2 separate regions of the Rattus norvegicus genome follow, and region 1 is linked to region 2. The links are chromatin contacts, called in public Hi-C maps. All regions are on one chromosome and are shown on one strand. Each heading gives the region's core, a stretch centred on a gene start, on an enhancer-like site or on the middle of the called end of the contact. The rest is flanking DNA. Distances are from core to core; before and after follow the strand shown. Region 1 holds the start of Sema4b (semaphorin 4B). Region 2 holds the start of Zfp710 (zinc finger protein 710).

Region 1 (2,768 bases), core at 35-2,534, 180 kb after region 2:
TGTGTCACACACACAGATCAGAGGACACAACTTGTGGAGTGGACTCTGTCTACTGTGTTTGAGATTATAGAAAAAAAGGAAGAAGCAATTAGAGGGGCCTCATAGCCAGGAGAGCAAGGGTGGGTCTGAGAAAGCAATAAACTTCAGATGATGGAGTAACTAGCTCATTTGGACATGAGGAGTAAGAGAAATGACACGAGAGTGTAGAAGGATGTCAGGGTGGTCACAGGAATTGTGGGACATGGGGAAGTCTGGGACCAACCAAGAGCTTGTCTGCTCTGACTGCCACCTACCTGTGGGGGTGGAGATGAGGGGAGAAAGATGTGGCTCTGAAACTGCCTACTTTGGCAGCGGGTGCAGTGTAGCTTCGAAATTTAAGAAAATTCTGGGCAAAGTGGTTTCATTGCCACAAGAACAATGGACACATATTTTCAGGTTTTTAATTTTATCAGTGCACCTAGGAAAAGCTGAAACGGGTCTCCAAAACCTTGATGTCTTTCTTTGTTGATCTCCCCATCTCACCCTCCTTATTTCCCTCCATCTCTTTGCTGGGGCTCCACCACATTAACTTCAGATTGGGGTACTTGCGGGTGGATACCTCTCATTCCAGCCTTAGGGAATCCTTTCCTATGCTCAGCCACGTGCTGGTTGTGGGGGAAGATCTAGCCTCCTTGGCAGTGAAGTCCATGAAATCCTATTATCCCACTTGAACTAATTCTGCGCCGTCCCCCGGGCTTCGCGTGGACAGAATTCTAAGCATGGACAACCCAGCAGTGTATCTAGATTCTAGACCATGCAGACCTCTCACGGAAGTAAGACTGGAAAGCTACCAGTCTCAGTGTCTGCACAGCTCCCAGAGCCGGGGGTGGGGGTGGGTAGGGGGCAAGTAGGGCAGGGTTCCCGGGAGCCGGAAGGAGGGCGGGTCCGAGCGGTCTAGCGTGCTCTTCGGTCTCCAGGCTTCGGATCCCCAGGCTCTGTTCCACCCCGAGTGCCCCAAGTCGGGTGTCCCGATCTAGCGCCCCTCGTACTCTAGCGCCCAGGAAGGAGGAAGGGAAAAGAGCTGGGCGAGGACTAGCTAGGAGGCCGGCCTACCCGCCGACTTCCTGCTCCGCGCCCTCCTCCCTGCGGCGGGAGCGCGGGGCTTCCACCCCGCAGGACTGGGTAGAGGGATCCTACTCTGTGGCGACCCACGTGACCATCTTCCCTGCCGCCCACCCCAGGTCCGGAGGCGGAGGCCAGGGGAAGGACTCCGGGCCGAACCGCGGGGCGGGGCTCCAGCCTGAGACTCCACTTGAGCAACCTGAGCCGGAGGACGCCGCTCCTGCCGCGGTCCGAGCTCCACGCGCCGCGATGGGCCGGGCGAGCCGCTCCGCCGACCTGCTGAGCGCGCTGCAGCTGCTGTTGCTACTGCTGCGGACGACGACGGCGCGGGCGCTCGGCCCACGGATCAGTGTGCCGCTGGGTAAGTGCTGTGGGGCGCGGCAGAGGGACGGGAGTGCAGCCGGCAAGATGCTTGGTAGGATGGCCACGACAAAGGAGGGTTGAGACCCACTAGGACCAGGAAAGCATTTCCCTTTCCCAAGTGCTGTGGTCAAAGCGAAAGGAGAGGGAAGCTAGGGAGCTGAGAGCCCTTTTCTTCCATTTTCTATCTGGACTCGGTGAGGGCCGCTCTCCTGCTCGGTCACACTTGGCACTGTTTGGGGGCCTCAGGTGCTAGCCATCCTGCCGACTCATCTACTTGTCTTTGATGCTGACCAGGGTCAACCGTGGAGCCACCAACGGCATGGGGCTGAAGGCACTGCTGCTGGCTTTGCTATAAACTCTGGACTTTTGATATTCTCAGGCAGCCACAGCAGAGCCTGGAGCTCGGCGGGTGGTTGCCAGGTCTTTCCATCCAGCCAGCCGGTCTCTGACTGATCGACCTGGAGAATTCACTCCTCCCACCCCCAAACACCGGGACTTGGAAACTGACATTATGAAGACCCATCTATACCCTGCCTAGAGGGACCTGAGGGTACCACTCTGGTGGGACAGGTTCCTTTCTTAGCGCTTCCCATCTGCCCCTGGCTGCCAGTGTTTCCAATCCTTCTGTCTTTCTTTATTTCCCTTAGTCTGATCGCCCAGGAACCTTCTGGGAACCTCAACTTTTGGAATTCTAGGGACTTGGGTCTTAAGCCCAGCAAGTACTTCCTACTACCTGTACTCCAGCTTCCTCACCTGCAAAGTCACCTCAGGCTTAGCCACCTTGCAAAGCCATCTCGGGAAATTTATGAAACTTGGTGCATTGGGTGGGCATCAGGCACATAGGTGCCAACAGACAATGCTTGGCCAAACCCCACTAAATTGCAAACTGTCACGTGTGAGGCACTGCATAAATTAGAGGTTATAGACTAAAACTCTAGCAGACTTCCTTCTTATAGCATCCCCACCCCTAAAAGCATCCCATTTGCAAAAGGATGGAATCAGCTCTTCAATTAAGGCCCGCAACTGGATCTCCGTCTCTTATCAGAAACATTACTGGTAGCTCAAGTTCAAATCTTGCCTCCGCTGCTTAGTTCACCTGTGACCTTAAGTAACAACTTAAGTTCTCTCTGCCTTGATTTCTTCATCTGCAAAATAGGGATATTAGCACCTTGCTCAAGGCTCAACTCATTACCAGTTGCAAAGTCCTGAGGATAGGGCTTGGTACAGAAACCTCTCTGCGGGTGTTTGCTGTCCTTCTTGTTATGTTAAACCTGGACCACTCCTTCATGGAACTGGATGGTTCA
Region 2 (2,700 bases), core at 69-2,568:
GGGAGAGACAATGGGGCTCGGCATCTGCTCCTCGCTGGGAGAAGGGACCCTCCAGTGAAAAGCCAGGGAGAGCAGGGAAGTGTGGGAGGAATTGATGAGAAGGGGTGGAGCCAAGGAGATGCAGCCCGGAGGAAGGAGGGAAGGGGAAGGAAGAGCGCAGGGAGGGGAGAGGATCCAGGCTTCCCTTCTGCTCGGTGACCTGGTCCGGAGCCGCAGCTTCCCTCGCTTTGTCTGGGCCTGCCGAGACCTCACGTTTCTCGCCCAGCTGCAGCCCCAGTCCAAGGGCCAGGCATCCAGCAGGTGCTCAATACTTACTTGGGAAAATAAGAAATGTGGCCAACTTTGCTCTGGGAACTTTTCCCCCGTGTTGTCTCCACTCCTCCGGAGAAGCCGAAGACAGAGCTGGTCTTGGGAGCACGCCCAGGCGCCCCATGAATAATTGACCCTTGGTGGCGACACTGCCCGGCTCTGTCCGCGGGCTCCGTACCCGCCCATGCGTCGGAGTAGAGCGGCGCAGCTCTGAGTGGCGGGTGTCCGGGAGGTTGGAGGCGGGGTGTCCGGCCTGTCCCAGAGTTGGGAGGAGGCCAGGCTACGCCGAACCCCGGGCACCGCGGGGCGCCACAAGGGCCCAGACCTTAGCGAACGACCACGCCTCGGCGCCCCCCAGCAGTGCACCCCGGGGTCAAGCTTAGGCCCTGGGCTTGGGGAGGACGCGAGGGGCCCCGAACTCCTCTGAACCCCATTCGCACCCGGGGCCCGACGATAGCAGCCGGAGCCGTTCCCTCGAGTCTGACCGTCCAGGGCTCAGCGAACAGCTGTTTAAAGGCTCTTTACTGTTCAGGGCTCTGCGGCGACGTTGGCTCTAAGTCCCATCTGCCCACTTAAAAAATATATTAAGTGAACAGCACCCCCAGCTTCCACCCGACTGGGGAGGGGGCAGGCTCAGCCCCTGCCCGTATTTCGGAAGGACTGGGCACTCAGGGGCTCCCCTGGACCCCCACCCCATTGGCTCTTCTTTGGGATAGGACACCCCAGACTTCCTGGGGGGGCTGTTCTCTCGAGCCCCCTTTGTGCCTGGCAGGGACAGCCCCCCCCCATTTCCATGCGAGGTTCTGACGCTCCCTTCTCCCCCGCTTGTTAATCTTTGTTCCCCTTTTCTGCTGAGAGGAGGGGAAAAAAAAAGAGGGAGAGAAAGAAAAGAAGGAAAAAGGCGTGACTCGATTTTCAAACGAAACTCCCACAGCAAACAAAACCCTTTTAGAGAAATAAGAAAGGAGGAAGGAGGAAGAAAAGAGGGAAGGGGAAGAAAAAAAAAAAAAGAGAAGCCTCCAGGCTTGCAATTCGAGTAGGAGAGTTGCAGCGAGAGAAAGAGAAAGAAAAGAAGAAAAATCCTCTCTGCGGTAGAAAGAGAAAAAGAAAACTTGGGCCGACGAGAGGGGGGTGCTGGGGGGGTGGAAGGAAGTGAGAAAACAAAAGAGAGATAAAAGGGCTGCTTTTCAGTCTCTCTTCCTCTGCGAGCTGGCTTAGGAGGAGCTGTTTAGCATCCCTTCACGTCAGCCCTGCCTCATTCCCTTCTTCCAGGGAGGGAGAGAGCGCGAGCGAGCGAGCGCGAGAGAGAGCAGGAGGGAGAGAGAGAGAGGGGGAGAAAGAGAGGAGCCGGAGGGAGGGTGGCAGAGCAGGGCGGGCGCGCGTGGAGGCGGCGCGCAGCAGCAACCCGGGCGGTGGGCAGCAGGAGCCCCCGGCCCGCCCGGCCCGGCCAGCCGAGGGCCCCCAGCGCGAGGAGCCGCGCCCGGACCCAGGGTGAGTGTCCCGTGCGGCCCGCGGCCCCGCCAGCCCCCCGGCGGCCCGCGGCGGGGTGGCTGGGGGCGCGGGGGTGGGTCGCTGCGGCCGCGGTCGACCCGCCCCCCGCCTCTCCCCGGGGACGGCGGCGCGCAGGCCCGCAGCCGCGCTGCAAACATGTCGTCTTTTCCTTTCACTTCCACATTCCCTCATGCCGGAGAGCTGGAGCGAGAGAGGGGGAAAGAGGGAGAGATGGCGTCTGGAGGGGGGGAGGAGGGAGAGGGGGAAGGGAAGGAGAGAGAGGGAGAGGGGGGAGAGAGAGAGAGAGAGAGAGAGAGAGAGAGAGAGAGAGAGAGAGAGGAAGGAGAGAGAGAGGGAGAGAGGGGCAGAGAGGCAGAGGCACAGGCAGAGAAGCAAAATGAAAGGAAAGCGCGGCGGCGGCGCGGGAGGCCGGGGAGGCGGCGGCGGCGGTCTCCGACCCGCACGTGGGTGTCGCGGCGCTCCGGGACGTTCCCCCCGCACCCGGCCCGGGACTCAAAGTTTCACCCCTCGCCGCCCCGCCCCTGCGGCTGCCCACAAACTTTTTACTCCGGGAGCGGGTGGGGTGGCCGCGCGGCCGGGCCGGCAGGGTGGTGAGGGCGCAGCGCGCAGCTGGCGTGCCGGGCGCCCCTCGAGGGCAGCGGGCGTCCCCAGGCCGGTATGGTGGGACCCGGGCCCCCCTCGGTGGCCTCGGCTCCGACCTGTTGAAGGCGCTCGCCCAGTGCCGGGAACGGGTGGGTAGATCCCCACGGCTGATCTCGAGCCTCCCGTGGCTCGGCCTCCCTTCCTCGCCGCCCCCTCTCCCTCTCCTCGCGGTCATTTTCCTAATTGGACGGAGCTGTGGGGCGTGATCGTCGGCGTCAGACGGAGGAGCCCCCCGAA

What was found. A called contact is a pair of places that touch in the nucleus more often than the background predicts.
Region 1: a contact with region 2 is called in a Hi-C map of Schwann cells, with 5 times the contacts expected there. The contact joins the promoter of Sema4b here to the promoter of Zfp710 in region 2. A contact is called at or near these places in 2 of 12 Hi-C or Micro-C datasets (Schwann cells and liver) and 1 of 1 datasets of contacts at active chromatin or transcription factors (oligodendrocytes).

What each region holds. Positions count from the first base shown.
Region 1 is chr1:143,557,513-143,560,280 of GRCr8, forward strand. It overlaps Sema4b (semaphorin 4B), which reads left to right and starts at 1,285. Exons shown (of 14, transcript NM_001170462.2): 1 at 1,285-1,462. The coding sequence starts at 1,351.
Region 2 is chr1:143,375,376-143,378,075 of GRCr8, forward strand. It overlaps Zfp710 (zinc finger protein 710), which reads left to right and starts at 1,319. Exons shown (of 5, transcript NM_001398728.1): 1 at 1,319-1,800. LOC134483743 (a long non-coding RNA gene) reads right to left here and starts at 351. Exons shown (of 2, transcript XR_010060626.1): 1 at 1-351.